Regions from separate parts of the Mus musculus genome. Here all the other regions are linked to region 1. A link is a contact called in public Hi-C, HiCAR-type and promoter capture Hi-C data. All regions are on one chromosome and are shown on one strand. The core of a region is the stretch at or near the end of the contact, and the rest is flanking DNA. Distances in the headings are between cores, read along the strand shown.

Region 1 (3,950 bases), core at 1,053-3,552:
GAAGGAGAGAAGGACGTCCACAACTCTCATGCAGTGGCACGGATGGCATCCCCTCAGTTAAAAACAAAACAGAACATAACAGAACTTTTGTACAAGAAAAGCTGAGAGCTGCCAGGCTGGTGACCAGCACTCAGGGAAGGCAAGCATCCAGAAGACAGGCAGCGGCTGGCTGAAGAGCTATGAACGGTACACAGAGCTGCAAGCACCACAACCCAGGAGAAGTGAAGAGGCAAAGGCAAGAATCAGAAGGATACATGAGAAGAGGAATTCTTGATCAGTATCAAATCAGCATACTAATTTCTCTCCACAGCTGCAGGGTTGGTACAGGGAACAAGGCACATCAGAAGTAGGTGGATCTCTGTGAGTTCAAGGCCAGCCTAGTGTTCTGGAGCACTTTTTCGCCCCCAAGACAGGGTTTCTTTGTGCAGTCCTAGCTGTCCTGGAACTCACTCTGTAGACCTGGCCTCTGGAGCACTTTGGTGGAGCACGCCTTTAATCCCAGCACTTGGGAGGCAGGCGGATTTCTGAGTTTGAGGCCAGCCTGATCTACAGAGTGAGTTCGAGGCCAGCCAGGACTGCACAGAGAAAACCTGTCTCAAAAACTCAAAACCATCCAAACAAACAAACAAACAAAACAATATCTGGGCTTAAGCTCCAGAGTTAGTAAATGTCACATTTCTCCCTGGGGCTCTAAAGTGGAGGGGGTGGGGTTTAGGGGAGGATCCGAGAGGCCTTTAGAAACCCTTTGCAGTGATCCCACTAAGACAGCCAGGCGGTGGTGCCACATACACAACTCTCAAGAGACAGAGGTAGTCAAACCTCTATGTTTGGGGTTAGCCTGGCTACATAGTTAATAACCCCTGTTTCATAACAATAACAACAACACCTAGAAATTTGATCTGTACACGACACTGCCCCCACTAAATTGATGAACTACAGTGAGCCTTCCATATTGTTAAGTTACACAAATATTGGGGGGTGGGGGGTATGCAACTTGATGTTAAGGGAAGTACGGTGTATATGCAAACACCACAATCACCGTCCACAAAGGCCTTCTGGATTTGGAGACTATCCGACCATCCCCAGAGATAAGAAGATTGCATTTGTTCCAGCAGCCCTGAGATGCAGGTCAGGATATTTGATACTTTAACGACTGTGCTTGGAAATGGCAAAACATTCATTCGCATGCATTAGCTCGCTCAGGGGCCAGAGACTCAGTTCCAACAAATCAATAGTGGGATGATAAGTCCTGACAAAGGAAGAGCAGGCCGTTTTGCTTGCTTATTTGTGGGTCTACTCAACACACTGCTTCTGAACGTGGCTGTGGCGCCTTGCACCGGGGTACTTTCAATGATACTCTATGCACTGATGGTAATACTTTCTTTTAAGTGGAAAGATAAACAAAAGCATACATAAACAAGCCTGAGTATGGTGGCACAGGCCTTTCATCCTAGCACCCTGGAGACAGAGGAGGGCAGATCTCTGGAGTTGGAGGTCAGTTAGGACCAAATAGCTTTCCATTAGCAAAATAATAAACATATAAAATAAACTATGCAATGTCATCCAAAATAAATAATACTACATGGAGATTTGAGATCCCCCCCCCCCTTCATCCCCTGTCCATTCAACACCGAAGCAAGACCCCTGTCCCGGCCATTGACAAAGCCAGTTTCCGGGTTTTCGCCACAGTCTAGGAGATTGGAATCCTGGCACGGTATGGCCTTCAGCTTTAGGCCTTATTCTTGTTTGTAAAAGAAGGCTCTGTCCTGAAGTGATGTGAGAACAATAGCCCTTTGAAGATGGAGTTTTGAGTTTCATCTGCTTTGCCCTCTTTGCCTCAGTTCTCTCCTTTCGCGGTGGGTCTGGGAATGCGCTAGCTGCCACGCATAACCAGGTCTAAAGGCGAAGGACAAGTGGAACCAACTCCCAGGACTGCCTTCTACAGAGCTATAGAAATTCGAGACAGACACGGATCTGTAGGCGGAAAACAAAAGTGGCACTAATCCTCGTGTCATTCCACCACCATAGCCCTCCCCGCCCGGGTCCTAGGAGGCGGCGATCTTCGCCCCCTGCAGGCGTCGCCTCTCACGCCGTTCTGCAGGCTAGGGACTCCCCAGGTCTGGCTAGGAGGCGGGGTAGGAATCTACCCAGAAAAAAGCTCCCCTGTCCAGAGGGTAAACTGGCTTGTAAATAATACCCCAGGGCAGGAGAAAGGCTCCCATTGGCCGGAGGGCAGGTGACGAAAAGGGGGCGGGCTCCCGGGAGGGAGCAGTCCTAGGGAGGGGGGTGTGAGCCGTGCGGTGTCAGTTTTCGGAATCCCAGCGCGCACTGCTCAGCGCAGTGGGACCCAAGCCCGGCTTCGTGTCCTGGCTACTGCCTTCTCGGCCGGGCATCCCGGCTCTCTCGGCTGCCCTCCCGGCCCGGGCCCTCGGTAGGGCTTCGCTCCGAAAAGACTTTGCTTCCTCCTCTGCCCTCTTTGTTGCTCTGCAAACCGGCCTCTCTGTAACCCTTGACTCCACTCCTCCGGGAGTTGCATCTCCATCCCGGCGGTCTCAGTGCACAGCCCCTCCAGCTCCAACACCTTGCCTCGGTTTGCTCCCGGAAGCCGACCTTGACTTCATTGATGCACCCATTCCAGTGGTGTAACGGTGAGTCCCTGGACCGGTGGGAGAACAGGGACCGCGCAGGTTCAGGTCCTGAGCCGAGTTTCCCGGTGTCTGGGACGGCCCAGAAGGCGTCCTGGCGCCCTGCTGGGCTCTGCACAGCGCGCAGTTAGAAAGATCCCATTCACTTTGTTGGGAATAAAGGGGGTCTGGAAGCGAGTGGAGGGCCAGGGGCGTGTGAGCCGAGTCTTCCCGGCCTTTGTATGGCGGTCCATCTCTTCTACCCCTTCGCCTGCCTTTGTGCGCTCTCAAACTCTGTTCTTTGTTGTGGTGGTTGGAGAATTAAATCCGCGCTCGGGCTAGGATCTCCTAGAGGGAGCTCAAGTTCCGGTTCTGAAACTTTGCAGGCTATTTTAAATATGTATACAGTGCAGCGTGCGGGACAAGGCGCGGGGTGACTTTCTTTTTCTTTGTTGGTTTTCACTGGCTCCTAGGGGCCAGACGCTGGATTAAAAGAGCGTCGCTTTACTGAATAGATAAAGCCTTGCAGAAAGAAAGCTGGGCCCCCAGCTCAGGGCTGGCCTGGCAAAAGCTTTGCTTTCTGGCAATAAGGCCAGACCCTGGGGTCTGCTTTCAGCCTAGGTGGTGACGGTACCTTCCAGCACAGCCAGCCACCCACCACCAACCGCTTCCCACACCCCACCGCGTGATGATGCTAAATTAGTTCATCTGAGGCTTTGGGGCAGCTCAGGTGTTACAGGTTAGAAAGCGGGTCTGGATTTCCTGTCTAGGCTACCTGTTGGATCTTTCTGAGCCAAGTCTTCGATGTTAATACCACCCACCCTTCCCCCAGAAGTACCCAAAATCTTGATCACTTTTTCTAGGCAAGTTGGCGAGGTGGAAAGAAGCTAACTTTTTTTTTTTTAAGTTTTTTGGTATGGCAGTCTGGTTGCTTGTGAAAAATCCATTCTTAAGTAGACTTCTGCATGATCTTGGACTAATTATTTCAAGAGTCTTTTGTTTTAAAGCAGGGTTTGGGCCGCATGTGTATGAGTAGCCCCCATCCCCCCTCCTTCCTCCTTTTGCTGGTCGGATCTAATTTCCTGAAAATGAACCAAGCTGTGTGTGATAGGCTGGTAATGGAGAGGAGGGGCGGGAATGGGGGGTTGAGGCCTGACGGTGTATCCCAGCATCTGGGAAAGATTCCCTTTGGCTGGAAAGAAGCAGTTCCCAGATCCGCTGGTCTTGGCCAGCCCCGCTCTGACGTCATTCCAGCTTGCAGACTGCCAGCTGAGATGAGACATTCTGGTGTCAGGTCGGAAGACAATGGACCTGGGATTTAGCTAG
Region 2 (4,249 bases), core at 495-2,994, 2.5 Mb after region 1:
CTGTCTCGATAAAACAACAAAAAAAAAAGAGAGAGAGAGAAAAAAAACTATGGGTTACTATAGGACCTGAAAACATGAGGCAGGAGGTTTGCTTCAAGACACAGGCTAACCTAAGCTAATTGAAGACTCAAAAGACACACATAATAATAAAAACCATGCAGGGTAGTGATGATGCACACCTTCAATCCCAGCACTGGGGAGGCAGAGGCAGGTGAATCTCTATGAGCTCAAGACCAGCCTGCTCTATAAAGTGATTCCAGGGCACCACGGGCTGTTACACAGAAAAACTCTAGAAAAAGAAAAGAAAAGAAAAGAAAAGAAAAGAAAAGAAAAGAAAAGAAAAGAAAAGAAAAGAAAAGAAAAGAAAAGAAAAGAAAAGAAAAGAAAAGAAAAGAAAAGAAAAGAAAGAAAGAAAGAAAGAAAGAAAGAAAAAGAAAGGAAAGAGCTGGAGAGATGGCTAAGCAGTTAAGAGCACTGACTGCTCTTCCAAAGGTCCTAAGTTCAATTCCCAGCAACCACATGGTGGCCCACAACCATTCATAATGAGATCTAACGCCCTCTTCTGGTGTGTCTGAAGACAGCTACTGTGTGTACTTACATATAATAAATAAATCTTAAAAAAAAATCAAAACCACCTCCAATTAGTCACTGATCGTCCTCAATAAATCACAGTGCTCTCAAATGTAAAGATTTTAACAGTACTGTAAACTCAAGTATCCCCTTACTTTTATGTTCTACAGAAGGTGATTAACTGATAAGAACTTTTTAGACTATGGAATGGTTCAAATGTTGCAGGTCCAGAGCCTAACCATGGATTATTATGGGCTTTAATTAGCCCACTTAATAGTCACTCATTGTTCACCTATATGCCTGACCTAACTATGCCTATCACATGGAACCTACACAATATATTAACTTAGCCCACAACCTTCTACCAATCCAAAAGTTTATTTTGTGAGCACCTGAGCCCTCTGCGAGAGGTTTTCCTACACGTTGCTGTAACTCATCTCCCTGATGGACCTACATATATTTAAGGTGTTTTGTGACATTTTTTTGGCTGTTACAATAAAAACTTTTGGAACCGTGGAACCGAGAATTTGAAGTAACCCAAATCCGTATTCTCAGAACACCACGGACATTTAGATTCGATTCCAAAATAAACTCTGACCTGCTCTGGGGCAGAGCGCTGTTTTTTAGGCTAACAGTACCTACAAGTCGTTGTGGCAGTAGTGGAGAGTGAGATTGCAAACAGGGTCTGACTTAGAATAAGATTCTCAGAAATGGTACTTGGGGACTCCCTTTCATCCATTCCTTGATCATGACACAAAGGCTTTCACCTGAAACATGGCTCAGCTATCAGCTTATTTACTTCCGGCTCTCATTACTCTTAGAGGCGAAACAGTTCCTATCTGTCCCTGCGCTTCTCACTCGGGTCCCTTTCCAAGCCGACCCTGGCCAGAGATCAAGAGAACTTTTTCCCGCGGAAATGGAGGCGGTTCCGGAAGAGGGGCGGGCGCGATGGATTCTGGGGATTGTAGTCAAAAGCGCGCGGAGGTCCGCGCCGCTCAGGTGACAACACTCCAGCTGGGAGCACCGAGAGGAGAAAGGCAACACTTACCGAGACTCGGGATCCCGCGCCGGAGCTCCAGACACAAGAGAGGGAGAGCAGAGAGCAAGAAAAGGCCCACGACGCCACGAGAAGCCATGGCGCGGAGGGCTCGCTGGGCGCAGTGCCCGCCCCTTCCGGCCGTGCCTTCCGCGAGCTCGCCCCGGAGGCCTCGGGCTGGGAGGAATGGAGGGAGGATGCTGTGCCCTGAGGCTGGGGCGCGGGCCCGGATGCGATTGCTCAGACGGCGCGGGTCATCTCCTTCGGCTGGGACGGTCCCTGTCCTGTGGATCTGAGGCTGGTCACGATGACAGTGGCTTATCAGACTGTGCAGGTCTAAAAGATGGTGCTCAGAAGACTGAAATGACTTAAAAGGGGCGGTTGACGCTGCGAGGCCCGGTGGCCTTGTGTCCCTTGGGGGTAACAGGGCGTTTGGTTCTTAGCTAACTAGTTACTAAGCATCTTCTCTTCCTAACAGGTCCTGCGGGAAGCTTAAAAGTGGGGTCTGCTCCCTAGTGCCTGTTCCTGCCCCACACCCGCGTGGAGAGTTCCCTAGACCTGCCCCCCACTCACTGTTCTCCCTGTCAATGCCTACACGTGTTACAGTTATGACTTAACGTTGGCCTCACAGTGACTTCCCTGCCACTCCATGACTCAGCTCTGGTAACTTAGAGTTCAGGAATGGAGGGCCTTCCCACTGACAAGATTCCCAACTTGGCAAGTCCTCAACCATCAATACCCCCAGTCGCTCTTCAGTTTAGCTTAAGTTCCAAGTATGTGTAAGTTACTGAATTTGTCCTAAACAAACTCAGCCCTGGGATACATGTCCTGTACAGAGACTATCTGATGTCTGGTGCCATGATAGGAATGTCTGTATAGAGTGCTACAGAACCACGTTCTGCAGTGTGGAGAAGAATTTCCTGAGGAGATAGTGACTAAAGTGTGAAGGTTTGGAGTTTGGACTTCGGACACTTTTAACCACAGCACTAGGGAGGCAGTGGCAGATGGATCTCTGAGTTCAAGGCCAGCCTGGTCTACAGAGTGAGTTCCAGGACTGCACAGAGAAACCCTGATTGAAAAAAACAAAAGAAAAAAAAAGTATACAGAGGAGCGTCCAAGACCTTGGAACAGTGAGCCCTAAATGGGTGAATATGAAACCCTCCCCTTAGGGAACCCCAAAGGAGCAGAGGCAGAAAGAGTAAGAGCAAAAGGGATGAAGGGCACGGAGAAAACAAGGCCCTCCAAAGCAAAAAAGATCGATAAATATGTGAACTCAGTGAACTGAGGCAGCATGCACAGAGCCTGTGTGGATCTTCACCGATAAGCTCCTAGAGCCCAAAGAAGTAGACAGCTATCCCCATCCTTAATCCAGCCACTATCTCCAACTGATAACCACTTGAAAAAGTAAATTCTCTCTCCAGGGAAGGCTCACTTGAAAAACATTTGCGATGGTAGACTGAATGGCCAGCAGTGGATGGCCAATACAACCTTAGAGGTTCCTGCTCTTGAAATGTCATGTCAGAGTCCTGCCTTTTTTTTTTTTTTAACCTCCTTTTACCCTAAAGTTCCTTTGTGTATATATTATGGCTTCCAGTTTAGTGTTTTTATGGCATTCCCAAGTGTGCCAACATGAGGCTTTGATTCTTACACTCTCTCTTGGGCTCTTCCCCTTCCGTCTGTTTTCTCTGATTCTGATGTATTAGTTCTATTTTAATTATCCTTTAGAAGCCTGTTTCATATTGACAGGAAAGGTGTGGATCCAGATGGGATGAGAGGTGGGGAGGACTAGGGGGAGGAGAAACTGTAATCAGGATATAATATGTGAGGAGGGGAATTTTATTTTATGTATATGGTGTTATGCCTATATCCCCTAGAACTTGTGAGCCACCAAGTGGGTGCTGAGAATCAAACCTAAGACCTCTGGAAGAGCAGCCAGTGCCCTTAACCACTGAACCATCTCTCCAACCCCCAAAATGTACTTTCTTTCTTTCTTTTTTTTTTAAAGATTGATTTATTTATTATATGTAAGTACACTGTAGCTGTCTTCAGATGCGCCAGAAGAGGGTGTCAGATCTCATTACAGGTGGTTGTGAACCACCATGTGATTGCTGGGATTTGAACTCAGGACCTTTGGAAGAGCAGTCAGTGCTCTTAACCGCTAAGCAGTCTCTCCAGCCCCCAAAATGTACGTTCAATAAAAGGAAAAAAAAATTTAAGAGCACAATGGCAAATTGGACCTAGGGCCATTGGAGATTGCTTTGTAAATAGGCTATGAATCTTATTACTGAGTATAATAACAGGCAAGAGGATTGTGACTGGTTCAGGCCCCAGTGTGATCCCGTTCAAAAATAAATAGCAACAAAAAAACTTTAGACTCAAAGAGTTCAAACTAGGAGGGCACAGTCTCAAGTCAGTAATGAGAAGGAGGCCATTTGAATTATAACAGGATAGATGGATTACACAGCTGGGTTGACTCATACAATGTTCCCACTGGGGCCTGTGTTGATTCTACATGAAGACAGACAAGGAATTCCTTCAGTTCTCACCAGCTTCATTTTGTTCTGCATTCCTTCTGTTTCTTTCCTTCTTCCTGGGTTTCTAGATTAGTCTAGTGAGTGACACCAGCATGTCTGGTTTTAGACC
Region 3 (4,535 bases), core at 1,202-3,701, 3.0 Mb after region 1:
ACAAACAACTGGACTGAAAGGAGAAGCGCTAAAGTTGGTTACCCAGCATTAGCTCTCGAGAAACATCAACCATTTTCTTACCTATGGTTACATCTCCTCTGATTTCGCTTTCTACACACACTACTGCTCCGGGAGCAATCTTCACACTGTAGGAAGAAAGAGAACACTCATCCTGAGTAACACTGAAAGTATGGACGGTGGGTGAGAGGGCTCCATGGATAAAGCCCTGCTGTGTTAAGCCCAGTGACCCATTCAGAGCCTTGGAACCCATGGAAATAAAATTAAAATGTAAATATGTTACAGAAGGTATGCTGGGGCCAGCCAGATGGCTCAGTGGAGAAAGGGGCTGATAAAGGAAGGTGCTTGCTGCCAAGTCTGCCCACCTGAGTTCAATCCCTGGGTCTTACACGGTGGAAGGAGAGAATCAATTTCCATAAGTGTCCATAAGTATCCATAAGTATACTACTGCATGTGTGTACTCTCACGCATATAAACACATTCAATTATCCATCAATCAATCAATGTGAAGGGATTCCTTTTCTGTTGTGGAAATGAAACACCGTAACCAGAGCAATTTGTAGAAGGCAACAATTTATTGTGGCTTAAGATTCCAGAGGGATAAGAGTCCATCATTGTGAGGAGCCAGGCAGCAGGTGGCAGAAAACCAGGAAGCTGAGACACCACAGCTTGAAACACACATGCATGTGCAAGCAAGAACAAACATACACACACATACACATGCACTCACAAGTGCGAGTGTGCATGAGCATCTTTCTAAACAGCACCATCAACTGGGGTCTAAGTACTCAAACACATGAGCCTATAGGAGACTGTGTCATTCACACCACCAAAAAATAATATGAAAAAAAGTTTTTAATACAGCTATGCTGACTCTGTAGCTAAGAAAAAGGTTTTAAGAGATTCATGGAAAAATAGCAAGTCAGTGGTAAGAATGTTTAATGTATTATGAACTTCTTAAGTGGCACACAGCCTATTAGGCCAAAATCACATATACTTTTAAATGCTTAACAAAACAGCTTTGGATTTTATTTCTTAACAGTATTCTAACTGTTCTGTCTTGCTTTCTGTCGCTGTGATAAAGACCATGACCAAATGCAGCGTGGGGAGGAGACGGTTTATTCGCCTTACACTTCCTGCTCACCATGCCCAGGGAGCTCAGGGCAGGAACTATGACTGCTTACTGGCCCACTTGCTAAGTAGCTTTCTTAAATGGCCCAGGCCTACCCGACTGGAGATGGCTCTGCCCACAGTGGGATGGGCCTTCCCATCTCAATCACAGATCAAGACACTCACCCCGACATGGACGATCCTTCAATTGAGGTTCCCTCTTCCCAGATGACTCTAAGTTGTTTCAAGCTGACAGTTAGAACTCATCAGGACACTAACCCTAGAATTTCTACAGACCATCAAATGATAATGCATACCACAAAGTTCTTAGAGCAAAGTTTATTCCTGGGGCGTCACTGTTCTGACACCAGTATTCTCGATTCTGAGCCGAAAGTTGCCCAGAAACACCCTGTCTCTCTAGATCTTTGTCCTGTGATAACTGAATGCTTGCTTCCGGGGCGATCCACGCCCTCTTCTGGCTTGAGAGACAACATTCACACGCACACACCTTAACACCGATACATGCATATACATACAGCTGTATATGTATATGTATATCTCAAGACATTAATCCCAGGACAAAGGAGGCAACGGCAAATGAATCCCTATGCTTTTCTGTTATCCATGCGGTCTCTTTCCACCAACGGCTCTCACTGGTGAAGACTGTGACAGGAAAAGCCATAGTTGCCGGCCCTGGGCTCTCAGGCACTGACATAAGGATGACAGCATCAGTGTCTTCTTCCAGGCCTCCCTCTTCCTGATCAGAGGCAGGGCCGACGGTGCAGCCACCGCTGAGCAGCCTTCTCGCCCGCACAACCTCCCTCAGCCTCCCTGAGTCCCCCACGCAGCCCCAATGGAGTCTGCGCAGGCGTGCTGGGATGGGTGGGGGTCACGGAACAAACCCTCTCCGCCCCCACACCCCACGGACGCCAGGTATGGGATTATGGAGCCATCCACCTATACACCGTCTCAGTGCCCCCACGCCGCGACCAGAAACGGGTTCTGCCCCTGCGGAGGTGTTAACACGTACCTCTTTTGCGTCTTCTCCGCCATCGTCAAGCCCGGGTCTCAGGAAGAGCTGAGATCGATTTTTGCAGCCTGGCTAGAGCGATGATCTCTGCATGGGATTGCAGAGCCTGGCACGGCCTGGGAGAGGCGGGGCCTGAGAGACCCGCCTTCTGCTTTCCAGGTTCGCGCTTGCGTGCTGAGGATGGTTTGCTTTTCGGGGTTGGCTTGGCTTGCTTCGCTTCTGCCTCCTGGAAAGTCGTTTTTTCCACTTGACAGTGTTTACCAAGTCTATCCTAACCCCATCAGCCCTGATCCTTATCGTTAAGTTCACTCTACGTTTAACTTCCTCCCTAAGCCTGTCAAAATCTCTTTTGAACATCAAATCCAGTTTTTAAACGTCTCTTTACAAGCGCGCGCGTGCGCGCGTATGCGTGTGTATGTGTGTGTGCTTGGCTCTTCTGAGGCTTTGTCATCTCACGCTATTAAACTTTGAAGAAACCAAGCTGTCTTTCCATCTCCCAACTACTGCTACGTAGGACCCAGGTGGCATAATAAGGATTCATTCTGAGAAGCAAAACCAGCAGGAGATATGAATTACGAGGGTTTTGTTAGGAATTAGTTAGGGATCTGCTGTGCAAGTTCGAAACCCGTAGATCAAGCTGGGACTTTTTCATTTGGAAGGCCAAGCTGCTACCCACAGGTGGAATTTCTTCTTTTCAGGGGGGAAGTTTCAGTGTTGCTCTGAACCCTTTAAACTGATTGAATCTGGCCCACTCCTGGTTATCCGGGACAATCTGTTTCTTAATTAAGCAATTTCTAGTCACACCAAGAAATATCTTAAAGGGGGTGTGTTGGGGCTGTTGGCTCAGTTGGTACAGTGCTTGCTTAGCATGCATGAAGTCCAGAGTTCATTCCAGAGAGTCACACGAAACTGGCCATGGCAGAACCCACCCATAAACCCAGCCCAGGAAGGATCACAAATTCAAGGTCACCCTTGGTTACTCAGAGTTATGGCTCCTGCCATTTTCCTGGTTTTTATAGTGGTTGTTGTATTGTTTTAACAGTTTTTCTAGTGTGGTTTATTCTTTTTTATGATTTCTCAGAGGGACTTGTTTCTCTCTTCAATCTGAAAGATTCCTTCAGGTCTTCTGTAGACCTGGCTTAGTGGTAATGTGTTCTTTGAGTCTGGTTTTGTTTGTTTGTTTGTTTGTTTGTTTTTGGTTTTTGAGACAGGGTTTCTCTGTATAGCCCTGGCTATCCTGGAACTAACTCTGTAGACCAGGCTGGTCTCGAACTCAGAAATCTACCTGTCTCTGCCTCCGGAGTGCTGGGATCAAAGGCGTGCGCCACCACTGCCCAGCTTTGAGTCTGTTTTTGCAGTAGAAAGTGTTTATTTTTCCTTTAGCTAGAACACGTAGGTTTAGTGGGTGCAGTACCAGAGTACTTTCAGACTTTGAAATACATCATTGTGAGCTCTTGCAAGACGTTTAAAGTTTCAGCTGAACAGCCTACCTTCATTCAGAGGGACACACCTGTTCAGGTGATGTGGTGTGGTGATGCTCTCTTGCACTTTAAATACACTTTTTTTTTTCTTTTATGGTCCTCCATGTTAGTGTTTTAAATACAGTATGACAGGGGAGGTTCTTTTCTGGTCTTCCTGTCTAGTGCTTCCTGTATCTACTTCCTCAATCTCCCTAAACCTGTGGGGGCCTTTCCTGTCACAATTCTTTTGAAACTGTGTTCTAAGCCTTTAGGATAAGATTCTTCACTTCATATGTCTGTAGCCCACAGAGTTTGTCTTAGACTTTAGAGTAGATCTTGGAACTCCCATTTATACTTTTTTTTTTCTTTTCTTCTTATTTTTTAAAAGGTTTATTTATTTTATGTATGCGAGTATATTGTCACTCTCTTCAGACACACCAGAAGAGGGCATCAGATCTCATTACAGATGGTTGGGAGCCACTATGTGGTTGCTGGGAATTGAACTCATGACCTCTAGAAGAGCAGTCAGTGCCTGTCTTCACCTCTGAGCCATCTCTTCACCGTTGTCCTTGCTGAATTGCTCTAGTTCCTGCAGGTGTCTCTAAGATCAAACATTCTGTCCTCTCCTTGGTCTGTCCTGTCTCTGAGGTTTCCCACGGGGCTATTTGTGTTGGTGTTTTTGTTGTTTTGAGACAAGAGCCTCACTATGCATCCCTGGCTGGCCTGGAATTGGCAGTGTAGACCAGGCTGGCCTGGAACTCACAGAGACAGAACACACCTTTAGAAAGAAAAGGGTTATTTTGGCTTACGGATCCAGAAAAATAAGAGTATGTGACTGCAGAGGTGATGCAGGGCAGCAATTGGCGGACACACGGGCAGGAACAGGAAGTTAAGAGCTCACAACTGGAACCACAAGC
Region 4 (4,256 bases), core at 636-3,135, 2.6 Mb after region 1:
AGCCTTCAGATGAAGATGTAGAACTCTTAGCTCCTTCTGTACCATGCCTGTCTGGATGCTGCCATGTTCCTGCTTTGATGATAATGGACTGAACCTCTGAACCTGTAAGCCAGCCCCAATGAAATGCTGTCCTTATAAAAGTTGCCTTGGTCATGGTGTCTGTTCACAGCAGTAAAGCCTTACTAAGACAGATGGACTGTTACCTGGACGTGTAAGCTGAAATAAACCCTTTCCTCTCCAAGGGTTTCATTACGTTGTTTCATCCCGGTAACCCTAAGACTGTATGCATGTTTGGCACTGGATGTATACAAGAGGGGTGTGGTGAAGAAACTGCCAACATGACCACCCCATGTTATGGCTAAGGTTTTTATTGGAGACATGAGAGTGAGAACAGCCACAGGGATCTGGAGAGTCCAGGGCAGAGAGAGAAAGTAGTAGATTGACCATGTGTAGCAGACTGGGCTTTGCCAGGACTGTCTACAAGAAACGGGAAAATGGCCACTGATAGAAAATAGGGGAAGCTTATTGAGAAAAGCAGCAGCAGGAGCGGAGAAGAGTGAACAAGAAGAATGAGTAATCGGTGGGCGGGTGGGAAGGGCCAGGGGACTGGTGAGCAGGCTTTGAAATGTATAAGTGCTTGTAGGGACTGAGGGAGTCTGGAGGCTGCCGGGCTTGCACCTTGTGCTGACATGTTAATTGGAGAGCCATAAGTCACTTTTGCTGGAGGAAAGGGAAATGAGTCATTTTCCTAGACAGAAACTAGAGCTTCACAAGTTCCGGAGGAATGCCGCCGTCTTTTGTCAGTTGTTAGAACTCCTCGTATAGTCCAGATTAAGTTAACTAGTGGATCTTCGGACTGTCATTTGAAGTTTGAAGAATTGGACTCTCCTTTGGACCTGACAAAAATTTAGTTATACAAAGTTAGTTTCTGCATCATCACTAGTATCCTATGTTGGGGGGGGGGCGGGACATACAAAACTAAGACCCAAAGTAATTAGTACTAATAAACTACAGCTATGGGATATTTAAATACTGGATTAGGCTGTACAAACAAGGATAGTTGTAGGGTGCAGGATGGGCCAATTATTATTATTTGTTGTTGTTGCCAAATATCGCACCCACATCTTATATTGTCCCCCAAAAAATCAAAGACAGGTCACAGGTATGAAAAGAGCCGGTGTTCGAAGCGCAGAAGCTGAGCTGTAAGTTTTGAGGTTGAAGTCCAGAAGTTGAATTCTATGTTGAGTTTGCCTTTGCTAGACTGTCCCTCCCACCCCCAAGCCCCCCGCCACTTGTTAAAGGTGGTTCTGGTGAGTGGTATTTGAAATAAAATAAAAAAGCTTGGCATGGAGCAGCACTTGGTAGGCCGAGGCAGAACGATCTCTGCAACTTTAATTCAAGTTCCAGGCCAATCAGGGCAACACAGGAAGACCTTGTCTCAAATAACCAAAACCACCCACCCTCCAAAAAATATGACAGATTTATTGGTAATGTTGCCGGTTGGGTTAGACTCCAGAGCCGGCTGAAGGAGCTGCTCCGACTTTGTGCCAAGAAAAGCGGCTTTCCGTTCTTCCCTAGAGCAGAGCTGGTAGAGTAAACGTGGCTACCGGCAGCCTTTGAGCGCGCTCCGGTCGTCATGGAAACTCGGGGCGGAGCACGCCGTGACGCAGGCGCCTTTTCGGAGCGGCGTCGCGGTGGTTGCTGGGAGCGAGCGTCCTAGCCGCCGCACCAGGAAGTGGAGGGCGGGGCCGGGGCTGTGTCGCCAACGCCACCACCACGGCCGCCTCGGGTTCGACCCCCTTGGCAGGTCCGTGTTGGGCGTGCGCGCCGCGACGGCGGCGGGGGGCGGGAAGCGGGCCCGCGGTGGGCGGGTGTGTGCGTGCGTGAGTGCGTGCGTGCGTGCGGCCGAGGCGGAGGCTGGGAGGCGGCGCGGGCTGCGGGCGCTGAGGTAGGGACTGCGGCGGCGGGCGAAGGGGGACGAGTCCCGCGTGGGACTCGGCTGCCCCGAAGCGGGACGCGTCTTCCGAGGGGACGCGCGCGTGGACGCCACGCCGCCGAGCCGTTCTCCAAAGCCGAGCCCCCGAGAGGAGGGGCTCGCCCCAGCCAGCATTGTCTTTTAGGCCGGACGTCCATACAGCAAACTTTCGGGTTGGAAAGCGGGAAGGATTCCGGGTGGGCGAGCGGATGGTGCCGACCGCTTCTTGGCCACAACCACAGCAGCCGAGCTCATCCCTGTGTGGAGTTGGGGGGACCACCATGGCGTCCCCTCCCGACTGGCTTTTCTAATGCTGCTTTAAACTTTTTGAGGTTGTGAGTTTTCGGAGGAGTCGAGAGGTATTTTCCCGATCGAACTCTGCGCTCCGTTTTCCTGATGTGCTCCGGTACTCGGGGGCGAGCCGTGAAGCGAGAGACAGAGTAGACAGACAGGCTGCTGGAAGATTGCAGATTCTGGGGTAGGAAAGAACTGGACAGTGGAGCCTGAAGATTTGAAATGTTAGTTTTCCGGTAGCTATCCACCGTGAAACGTACCAGCTCTCGGTCGTAACATCCTGTTCGGGGCTTTTGATTGACCAGATTAATGTAAAGTAGACGTGGATATAGTTTCTTTACCACCCAGGTTAGCCCTAAGATGTGCACTGCAGTACAGATGTTGGTTGCAAAAGGAGGAAAAGTTAGTTGGAACTCCGGAGAGTAAACCGCTTGCTCTGGGTGCCTTTGTTGGTATCATCATATAGAGAGGTCTCTCTTATTTCAGAAAGCTTTGCTAGGGTTCCAGGGCTGGGACACATGACTTCTTACTTAGTTGTGCCACTTCTATTCAGGTTTTATGTGTTAAAATTAGCCATAGCACTAATGCTTAGTCTTTCAGACTTGTGGGCATTATGTAGTTAGGTTTTTCTAAGTTGTACAGGTTTGATCTGTCCTAAAGTCTTTATTTGACGTCCAGATTAGTCATCTGACCTTATGAAGTAAAATGTTCCTGTTTTAGGAGTTGCAAACTGCCTGTTTCCTCAGTCTTCTCACGTTGTGAATTTTTTCTTATTTTCATGCTTTCCCTACTCATACCTCTCTCACTTGCATATTAAGTTAATGTTAATTTCTTACCTAATACAACCAAAATAACAATTACTCTTGAAAAAAAATCTTTCATAAATACTTCCTCACTTTTAGAGTTGAGCCAAGTATGTACAACACTGATAGTGCCCCATTCCCCAGACCTAGGAGGAAACTACATTTAGAGCAGTTCTGTAGATTATTTGCTCAAATGTTAGGAATTGAAACTGGGAGGAGCAGATGTTTTACTCTTAGACCAGGGACTCTTCGACTCTTCTTACATAAAGTTCACAGTGAGTTTTCCATATGAGTGCTTTTTTTTTTTTTTAAATCCCTTTGGATCAAGATTGAACCTGTCACACTGCCACTTGCCTCCAGCAAGCTATATCTCCAGTCTCCATCTCCCTGTTATTTAATCAAGGAACTCAGTGTGTGTGGAACCAGTTAGGATGCTCCGGCTTTCCTGAAGATGTACGTGGAAGCAATACTTAGTAAAAACTGAACTTGAGGTTAACGCTGTTTTGCTAGGCTAGTGACTTAGTACTTTAATGATGCTAGGCAGCTGCCGTGAGCTCCCAGTCGATATCACAAAGGCACAGTTGATATGCTGTTGTGTACCAGGTTGCTAGGCATTTATGTTCAGTACAAAAGATGGATTGAATGCATTTTTTTTCAACTTAAAATATTTTCAGTGTATGAAAGGGTTATCATTGGAAGTAGCCTCTGTAGAGTGGTCTTTCCCCCCTGACTGAACACTAGTGTGAAATTCATTCACAGGGGCAAGAGTGAGCTTTTCTGAACCGTGCTGCAGAGTGCTAGGAAGAGAAAAGACTTTTTGTAAGATTCATGGTGATTCAACTGGTGGTTCTTGTGTTCTGGTTGTGTTGAGATTGCTTAAAAATGCTTATAAAACTACAGTTTTATAACTGGGGGTGGGGTGGGGGGGAGGAGCGGGAATGATCATTTAGTTTTACCTCCTAAATCAGGAATTTTCTGTACACTTTTACCCCTCCAGTGTCTTTCTATGTAGTCCTGGCTGTCCTAGAACTCTGTATGTAGACCCTTGCCTTGAACTCACAGAAATCTGCTTGCTTCTGCTCCAGGTTAATTGCTGAGATTAAAGGTGTGCAACCACTATGCCCAGCTTCTATAGATGTTTTTAATACCTTAATCCAGCTTTCTTAATTAATAAGAGGGCACTG
Region 5 (4,245 bases), core at 912-3,411, 2.5 Mb after region 1:
CAGGGCCCAGTTTCCCCGGAACCTACTGATGCTCAGTTCTTGGGGATGCTTTCCCTTTCCTAACAGACTATAACTTCTTCCCTGACCTCTGAACATTCTTTTTCTACTCTCTACTCCTCGCACCTTGTAGCTCCACTATGGAACATGCCTGCTTTCTGAGGCCTTACCTCAAAAGGTGTGATTTCCTCTCTTCCTCTTCTTCATCTCCCTCTTGGTCAAAATTGCCAAGATCTGCAGCCCTGCCTGTTGTTCTCTTAAACTCTGACAAACGGGTCCTTGAGCTTCCTTCTATTTACCAAAGCTTTCGTTAATAAGACAGAGAACGCACTCAAGGGAATCCTGAGTTCCCCAGGCATAGCCACACTTCACAGAGAAGGCATTTAGATGTGGAGGGGCATGCTGCTAACCTCAGCAACTCACAAAGCTGAGGCAAGACACTGCAGGTACCAGTGCAGCTTGTGGCACACAGTGAAAACTGCCTCGGGGTGGCAAGTGTGGGGGACCAAATTCCTGCCTCCTCTATAGCACTACTTAGTAAAACACTTTAGTCTCTCTTACTTACTGCCGATATTCACTCATAACTTATAAAGTCAGCTCCCAACCCTTGCACTGTAGTAGTGTTGCTGTACCACTGGGCAGCTGCTTTTCCCACTCCATCGTTGAGAGAGGTGTGGTAGGTAGCAGTGCCTGTAATCCCAGAATTTGGAAAGTGGAGACAGGAGGATTAGGAGTTCAAGGTCATCCTCAACTCCAGAGCAGGGAGCCAGCCTGGAATAAAAGAAACCTTGTCTTAAAATAAACAAGGTCTGCAGAGATGGCTGGGGGGCAGCGTACTTTGCCTACAAGCCTGAGTGTGATGCCCAGAGCCCACCTAAAACTGGAGATCATCTACTTCACAAAGTCCATGTACTCACACAACTGACAAGATTTTGTGCTTACTTATTTCAACTAATGACAAATCTGCAGCTAGAGGCAGTTTGGGGATTGCTTCAAGCTGAGAAATTGACAAAACCAACTCAGGAACCATGACGCTGTTGAGCACTTGCGAACAGCAGAAGCAGCCGTACATGTTTCAGACCCAGGAAATAGGGTCTGTGAGCACAGCTTTAAAGGTCTCGGTATCTAGCCCCTGTTATATAAAGATCACTAATTACAGCCAAGGCATCATAGTAGTCACAACAAAGAATGATAAGATGGAATGGCCACAGAAAAATTTAAAAATCATTTCATGGTTTAAAGAGATTAGCTGAGGTTAGGATAAACACAGCTTGGTGGTAGTGGTGCACACCTTTAACCCCAGCAGTTGGGAGGCAGAGGCAAGTGGATCTCTGAGTTCGAAGTCAGCCTGGTCAACAGAATGAGTTCCAGGACAGCCAAGGCTACACTGAGAAACCCTGTGTTGAAAAAAACCAAGAGAAGAAGAAAGAAGAAAGAAGGAAGAGGAGGGGAAGGAGAGGGGGAGGGGGGGGGGGAGGAGGAGGAGGAGGAGGAGGAGGAGGAGGAGGAGGAGGAGGAGGAGGAGAAGAAGAAGAAGAAGAAGAAGAAGAAGAAGAAGAAGAAGAAGAAGAAGAAGAAGAAGAAGAAGAAGAAGAAGAAGAAGAAGAAGAAGAAGAAGAAGAAGAAGAAGAAGAAGAAGAAAGAAAGAAAGAATGAAGAATGTGTGCTACTCTTACAGATGCCCTAAATTTGGTTTCTAGCACCATATACCACCAACTCCAGCTCCTGGAGAGCCAATACTCTCTTCTGTCCTCCCAAGGCACCTGTACACACGTGACATAAACGTAAATACATCCTTTGTTAAAAGTTATCTTTCTGATATAGACAGAAAGGGTCTGAGATTCAAGGCTACGCAATGAATTACTGCTAAGAGTAGAAATTTACTCAATAAATATTTAGTGCATGCTCTAGGGTAGTGAAAGGTTGAGGGAAAAGCCCAACAGTCTCAATGCCCTGTGCGGAGAGAGGTCCAAGGCGAGAACCGGATTCCCCAAGGGCAGAGTGGGCAGGAGGACCGGGGGAAGGATGCAAGGGGACCGTTTCTCCGCCGGGCCGCGCGAGGGCGCTGCTCCCCTCCTCGTGCGCCGGGCCCGGCGGCGCCGCCCACTCGCCTTTTCCCGGCGGAAATGCCGGGGCGATGACGGAAACCCGGAGGGAGGGAAGAGAAAGAGCGAGAGGGCCGTGGCCAGAGCGCGGAGAGGCCTGCGGGTGGCAGCGGGCGGGCGGGCGCCGTCGGGCCGGAGCCGAGCCGAGCTGCGCCGCGCTCTGCGCTCCGAGCCGTAAGCCCTTCGCCGCGCCCCAGGCGCGTGGCCGGGGCCGGGCGGGGCGGGCGCTCCCGGAGGCCGGGGCCCGCGGCTGCCCGCTGGGCTTGGGCGGGGCGCGGGCTGCGCGCTCCGCGGCTCGGTGGTCCCGCCGGGGGCCGGCGGCGGGGGAGGCGGCGGGGACGCGCGGCTCGCCGCCATGGACGACAAGGCGTTCACCAAGGAGCTGGACCAGTGGGTGGAGCAGCTGAACGAGTGTAAGCAGCTGAACGAGAACCAAGTGCGGACGCTGTGCGAGAAGGTAGGCGGCCCGCCGCGGAGGCGCGCGCAGGGGTCGGGGGGGGAAACGGGCCCTGGCCCCCGGCTGGAGTAGGGGACGGGGTGCGGGACCCCACCCCACGCCCCGAAAACCAGGCTGCTGCAGTCCCCGGGCTCCACGGACAACTGCCCTGAAAGTCGTTAACACCGAGCGGTGGTTAGTGTGGCGTCGATCGCTCGCAGGTGATCCACGGAGTGCAAGGAGCTTTTGTTTGCACACTAGTGGGCGTGATGGCAGGCCGAGCCTTCTCCCAGCCTGGGTTTGGCGGAGGCAGATGACTGAAGGCTGGTCTGGGCGGCCGAGTGGCTATGGAGAGGGACGTCTTTTTCAGGAAGAAGACAGCAGGTGCTGAATTTGGAAACGGTGCTTACTGGCAACGTTAACTGGGATAGGTGCTATTTAGAACCGGCCACGTTACAGAAAGTTACTTCCTTTTTTTTTTTTTTAACCCTGTGTATCCCTCCCGACCCCACGCTATAGCTTGCAGGTAATGGATTAGGTAATCCCTTTTTGATCGTGTCTTCTCAGCTTTCAGACATGTGTGTGTATCTATTGGTTTATTAACCGCTAGGTTTTTGGGTTTTTTTTTTTTTTTTTTTTTTTTGCTTATATCATCTTATTTAGAGTCTTTTTTTTTTTCATTCCTCTTTTTTATTGTGGGCTAACTCGCTTCCCCATGTTCAAGAGCCCTGCGAGAGAGTAACGGAGCTAAGTATTCAAGTCAGAGTCTACATTTTTTTCCCCAGAAGTTAGGATCCTACCAAAGGATTTTGTTTATCCGTCTGATAACAGGCACTCCTTACTTGGGGTGGGGAGTGATAGATGGCTCTTGGTGCGCTTTTCAAGTTGACCAGGGCCTTTGTGGGTTGAATAAGTACTTAGCACAGGAGAGTTTCTTTCTTCTAGTAGAGCCGTGAAGAAAAGGGTGTTTCCCTCAGAAACTGTTTGTGTATCGTCTCAGTTAGCTTTTATTTATCTTGTGTGATAACCTGTAATTTCGTTAAGTCTTAAAGGTAACCTTTTAGGTGATCTCTCTCAAGCTGGAGCACCACTGGGCTGTCCAGTTTGGAAATTGAGTCAGTCAACCTTATTGTAGTTGTGACATCCAACCTATAAACCAAGAGGTGGCGAATCCGGCTAGGTGTTTCCATTTGACTTTCTGATAATTTTAGGATCCACTCTTACAGAAGGTTGTACCATGGCTTTGAAGTATCACACTGAAGTCTTAAACTCTTAGGAAGGTTTGTGAGTCTTTTAAAGTTTTTTTTTTTTTAAACTCCACTTCTAAGTAAACTGGATTACCAGTTATCCCGTGTTTTTGAGCTTACATCCTAGGCTGTGGGTCTCTTTTCTTTGCTTATCTCCACAAATTCAGTGTCACCCACTGCTTTGTCCTCTAGCCCAGAGGATGGAGTTGCCAGTGGGAGAAATAGCTGGCTTCCTGGCCTGTGCATGACCCTGGTATGCCCATGCGGGTATGTGCCTACGGGTGCATGTGTCCCTGTTTTCTTCCACCTGGTGGTCTGGTCCCATTTTATAATAGGTTTGAAGATTTATTCATTTTTAATCGTATGTCTGTGTGATTAGTGTTGAATGAAACCTGGGGAAGCCAGCCTTGTCAGATTCCCTGGAGCTGTCTGGGACAGTGGTGGTGAGCCACCTGCTGTG
Region 6 (3,976 bases), core at 257-2,756, 2.1 Mb after region 1:
AAATTAAACTGTAATTCATGTAATGTATGTCAAATAGCCCAAAGAGTTGTTTGTGAGCTTTGAAACCTGGGGCTGAGAACACAGCAGAACAGACCAGGACATGCCCGGGCAGGCCCATCGCCTCTCTAGCTCCCACCCCTCTGACCTAAGTTAAATGTTACAGGCCGCTGATGTTTAAATGGACCAATCATGTGAAACCGCGCCAATTCCTCCCCCAGCCCCACTCCTTTTCTATAAAAACCCCTAGCTTCCAAGCCTCGTGGTTGAATCCACTGTCTCCTGTTATGTGAGATACGTTTCGACCCGGAGCTCTGCCATTAAAAAAACCTCTTGATGTTACATCAAGGTGTTGTGTTCTATTCGTGATTCTTGGGTGCACGCCGAATCGGGAGCTGAGTGGGGGTTTCCCCACTGAGTTCTTTCATTAGCTTTTAATTAATCCCAGAGAAATTTTTTATTTTTTTAAGATGTTTTAAGACCCTGACCCTCAGTCAGTAGTGCTTACTTCGAGATCCCCCCACCACCTCCCAATGAGACACCAAGACGAGACTCAGGTGGATGTAAAAGCAAGAGGTTTATTTTCCAGTGCATCGGAGTCAACCTTCAATTAGTCCCTCAAGGGGAGTGACTAGGGATATGTTTGGTGGGGGCACGGTATGGTTCAGGGAAGTGGGGCCTCTGCAGGCCCGTGCTGAGGCATCCCTTCCCACTGAGGGACCAGCCACAGCCCAGTATAGTATAGAATAGAGCTTATTCAGGGCATAGGGAGAGGAGTTGAGGGAGTAGTAGAGACAGAGAAAGGCAGAGGGGAGAAGGAGGGAGGGAGGGAGAAAGGAAGGAGAAGAGGCTGGCCATAAACTTGTGGATAGAGGGAGGAGGAGAATGGGGAGAGAAGGGACAGAGCGGGAAGACCTTAAGAGATCAAGAGAAGAGAGTGAAGAGGGGGCAAGCAGCCCCTTTTATAATGAATAGGGCATACATGGCTGTTGCCAGGTAACTGGGGTGGAGCCTAGAAGAAATGCTAACACCACCTGTTGCTACAAAATGTGAGAAAGGGGGCCTTGGATTGCCTATTTTCTTGTTACTTTTTGTGGTCTCTTTAAGAGAAGCTCCTTGGAAATTTTGTCCAGCATGGACCTTTTCGATGTGGATGTTATTTTTGAGCTATTTTAGACCACTGCCATGAGGGACAAGCTATTGCTTTGTTATTGCTAACTGCTGCTGCTGCTGCTCTGAACAGGGTAGCTGGAGGTGACCTCAAACCACATGTTGTTACTGACCATAAAGTCTAACTTTTTAAGGTGATGTTCACACCAATACTCAAAAGCAGATGGCCCCAGGAGCATTACATCTGGTAGAGGCTTTGCTAGTAAATCAATTCAGAAACTAAAGTGTAGGTCCGACGGGAAAAAAAAAAGGCCCCAAAGCCCTTGGGAAATGACCCTTCTGGTGTTCCAGAGAGCTGCACTGGAGAAGGACTCTATTTTGTGGACAGGCTCTCCTCTCTTCCGTTCTTTGTGGACTGAGCAATGGAAGACTGGACTGAGGCAAGCCGGCTGTGGAACAATGGGTGGGTTTGATAAATGCAGAAGCTGGCTACCTACCAAGACCTGGAAGAAAATTAGACCAGCTACTTAAGAGTCCTAGCGAACAGGACAAATCCACGCACAACCTCCCAAGAAACAAGACTTAAACAAGCAGAGGGCTGCTTTTCCCCAAGAAGTGGGACCCTGCTGAAAAGAGTGAGTGATTTGGAAATAAAGTTGGATTTCTCTTGGAGCCAGGAGGGCACTGTGGTCCCTCGGGAAAGTTTAAATTTCTTCCCGAGAAGGAGGAATGAGTCATTTATTTCACAGTTCCAGCACATGCAAAACACTGGCAGGCACCATTTACCATGACAAAAGGCAGAAAATACCAGGCTAATTACAGCCCCTAGAGAGAGCAAGGGCCAGCTCTTCCCTGCCTTTACCATTGTGAGTCACACTGTGAACCTATGGCTGTGGTCAATGTGGGGAGCAGCAAGGCAGCCCCAGACACTGCATCTGGGGTCCTCAATAGAGGAGCTAAAGAAAGGACCCAAGGAGCTAAAGGGGTTTGCAAACCCATAGGAGGAACAACAATATGAACCAACCAGTACCCCCAGAGCTCCCAGGGACTAAACCACCAACCAAATAGTACACATGGAGGGACCCATGGCTCCAGATGAATATGGAGCAGAACATGGCCTTGTTGGATATAAATGGGAAGAGAGGCCCTTGGTCCTGAGAAGGTCCGATGTCCCAGTGTAGGGGAATGCCAGGACAGGGAAGCGGGAGTGGGTGGGTTGGTGCGCAGGAGAAGGGGGGATGGGAAAGGGAGTTTTTGGAGGGGAAGTTGGGAAAGGGGGAAACATTTGAAATGTAAATAAAGAAAATATCCAAAAGAAAGAAAGAAAGAAAGAAAAAGAGAGAGAGAGAGAGAGAGAGAAAGGAGGAGGAGGAGGAGGAGGAGGAGGAGGAGGAGGAGGAGGAGGAGGAGGAGGAGAAGGAGAAGGAGAAGGAGAAGGAGAAGGAGAAGGAGAAGGAGAAGGAGAAGGAGAAGGAGAAGGAGAAGGAGAAGGAGAAGGAGAAGGAGAAGGAGAAGGAGAAGGAGAAGGAGAAGGAGAAGGAGAAGGAGAAGGAGAAGGAGAAGGAGAAGGAGAAGGAGAAGGAGAAGGAGAAGGAGAAGGAGAAGAAGAAGAAGAAGAAGAAGAAGAAGAAGAAGAAGAAGAAGAAGAAGAAGAAGAAGAAGAAGAAGAAGAAGAAGAAGAAAGAAGAGGAAGAAAAGGAAAAAAAAGGACGAACCATCTGGCCATCCCAAGGTCAAAATGTGACCCAAAGTAATCTCACTCAAAGCATCCTTTCCCCTTTAGCTTTCCATTCCTGAACAGAAATACAACAGTGGTTTTCACCACCTTACATCCATGTAAGCGAGGGCACAGTGAAACCATGGGACTGGACCCTTCAGTAGGTAGGAAGGAAGGTTTAGTGCGATCAAACTGCTCTATGAGGCAGGGGAGGGGGAGGATTCAGACTGACAGGAACTAGAAGCTCTTGCCTTTGTGGGAGGATTAAGGTAAAGTCCTGGCAAACAGAAACCCGCCATTGTAAGCTACTGTTTACCCAACCAGAGTTGTTCTGTTTAGGACATCTTCACTAGCACTGCCATTTTGGGAAGTCACTTTGGATCTAACAATCCATGATTCTTCTAGTCTGGCTGGGATATGTCTAAAGACAATTTAGTATTGTCTCCTCTTCTAGTCACTTTACAGAGAATAGCTTGGAACTCGGGGGTCTAAATTACCTTCTGTAGCTGGGAATTCTCTTCTGGGTTCCCAATGCATTTTTCCTATATCCATCTATAAGGCCACCTCCCTCACCTGCAGGCAAGATGTGTCAGCTCAATGTAGGACAGTTGGGCATATTCTCAACCCACCCTACAATCAATCTCTCTCTCTCTCTCTCTCTCTCTCTCTCTCTCTCTCTCTCTCTCTCTCTCTCACACACACACACACACACACACACACACACACACACACACACACACACACACCACTATCATCTAACCTCTCACCACACTGAAGAACAAGGCACCATCCTGGTTTCTTGCCCTGAACCTGTTCTTTAAGACCTAACATTTATAACACTTTCAATCTCTAAAACCTGTTGTTAGAAAGCAAGAAATGCCCAGTAAGGGAAAACTCCTGATTAAAAGAATGAAATGTCTGCCCTGGGTGAAGACCTAACATTCCAGTTGGGTGGGCTAATCCAGTGACCAAAAATCCACCTCTCAGGAAGTAAGAACCGCCCCAAGGAAGGCAGGCTCACTTTAAGTGATGCTAAAGAAATCGGTGGGATAACTATTCCTTTAATAAAATACTATAATTTCCTTCCCAGAAATCCCTCCTCCTACCAAAGTTCCTACAGGATAAGTAGCCATGCATTCAGTTTAGCTGAGT

The links. Promoter capture Hi-C pulls out the DNA fragments that hold promoters and counts their contacts. A called contact is a pair of places that touch in the nucleus more often than the background predicts. HiCAR-type assays count read pairs that join an accessible place to other places. Capture Hi-C pulls out chosen DNA fragments and counts their contacts.
Region 2: a contact with region 1 is called in a Hi-C map of B cells, with 8 read pairs. The contact joins the promoter of Ubxn8 here to the promoter of Rnf122 in region 1. A contact is called at or near these places in 4 of 39 promoter capture datasets (cranial neural crest, embryonic stem cells, hippocampal neurons and 1 more), 1 of 484 Hi-C or Micro-C datasets (B cells) and 2 of 115 datasets of contacts at active chromatin or transcription factors (astrocytes and pro-B cells).
Region 3: a contact with region 1 is called in a HiCAR-type map of astrocytes, with 8 times the contacts expected there. The contact joins the promoter of Dctn6 here to the promoter of Rnf122 in region 1. A contact is called at or near these places in 3 of 39 promoter capture datasets (hippocampal neurons, liver and pre-B cells), 2 of 115 datasets of contacts at active chromatin or transcription factors (astrocytes and embryonic stem cells) and 1 of 9 other capture datasets (adipose tissue).
Region 4: a contact with region 1 is called in a promoter capture Hi-C map of liver, with 5 times the contacts expected there. The contact joins the promoter of Gtf2e2 here to the promoter of Rnf122 in region 1. A contact is called at or near these places in 4 of 39 promoter capture datasets (cranial neural crest, hippocampal neurons, liver and 1 more), 1 of 484 Hi-C or Micro-C datasets (muscle stem cells), 2 of 115 datasets of contacts at active chromatin or transcription factors (astrocytes and cardiomyocytes) and 3 of 9 other capture datasets (adipose tissue, liver and pancreatic islet).
Region 5: a contact with region 1 is called in a Hi-C map of myocytes, with 2.2 times the contacts expected there. The contact joins the promoter of Ppp2cb here to the promoter of Rnf122 in region 1. A contact is called at or near these places in 2 of 39 promoter capture datasets (cranial neural crest and pre-B cells), 1 of 484 Hi-C or Micro-C datasets (myocytes) and 2 of 115 datasets of contacts at active chromatin or transcription factors (astrocytes and embryonic stem cells).
Region 6: a contact with region 1 is called in a promoter capture Hi-C map of 3T3-L1-derived adipocytes, with 6 times the contacts expected there. The contact joins the enhancer-like site here to the promoter of Rnf122 in region 1. A contact is called at or near these places in 5 of 39 promoter capture datasets (3T3-L1-derived adipocytes, hippocampal neurons, liver and 1 more), 1 of 484 Hi-C or Micro-C datasets (neutrophils) and 1 of 115 datasets of contacts at active chromatin or transcription factors (astrocytes).

Annotation. Positions count from the first base shown.
Region 1 is chr8:31,109,525-31,113,474 of GRCm38.p6, forward strand. Rnf122 (ring finger protein 122) reads left to right here and starts at 2,303. Exons shown (of 6, transcript NM_001368375.1): 1 at 2,303-2,648. The coding sequence starts at 2,624.
Region 2 is chr8:33,640,232-33,644,480 of GRCm38.p6, forward strand. It overlaps Ubxn8 (UBX domain protein 8), which reads right to left and starts at 1,745. Exons shown (of 8, transcript NM_178648.2): 1 at 1,619-1,745. The coding sequence starts at 1,706.
Region 3 is chr8:34,106,261-34,110,795 of GRCm38.p6, forward strand. It overlaps Dctn6 (dynactin 6), which reads right to left and starts at 2,452. Exons shown (of 7, transcript NM_011722.4): 1 at 2,159-2,452; 2 at 82-146. The coding sequence starts at 2,181. It also overlaps a transcript of Mboat4 not described here.
Region 4 is chr8:33,730,182-33,734,437 of GRCm38.p6, forward strand. It overlaps Gtf2e2 (general transcription factor II E, polypeptide 2 (beta subunit)), which reads left to right and starts at 1,886. Exons shown (of 8, transcript NM_026584.3): 1 at 1,886-1,948. 1700104B16Rik (a long non-coding RNA gene) reads right to left here and starts at 2,306. Exons shown (of 2, transcript XR_004691281.1): 1 at 1,608-2,306; 2 at 353-896.
Region 5 is chr8:33,597,460-33,601,704 of GRCm38.p6, forward strand. It overlaps Ppp2cb (protein phosphatase 2 (formerly 2A), catalytic subunit, beta isoform), which reads left to right and starts at 2,162. Exons shown (of 7, transcript NM_017374.3): 1 at 2,162-2,559. The coding sequence starts at 2,458.
Region 6 is chr8:33,197,530-33,201,505 of GRCm38.p6, forward strand. No RefSeq gene overlaps it. Among named protein-coding and RNA genes, the nearest start is that of Gm33281, 50 kb to the left of the region's middle. Within about 2 kb of position 1,507, at least 51 of the 459 cell types and tissues checked have an H3K27ac peak or open chromatin away from gene starts, as enhancers often do. A contact at or near this core is called in 3T3-L1-derived adipocytes and astrocytes, where this site is marked.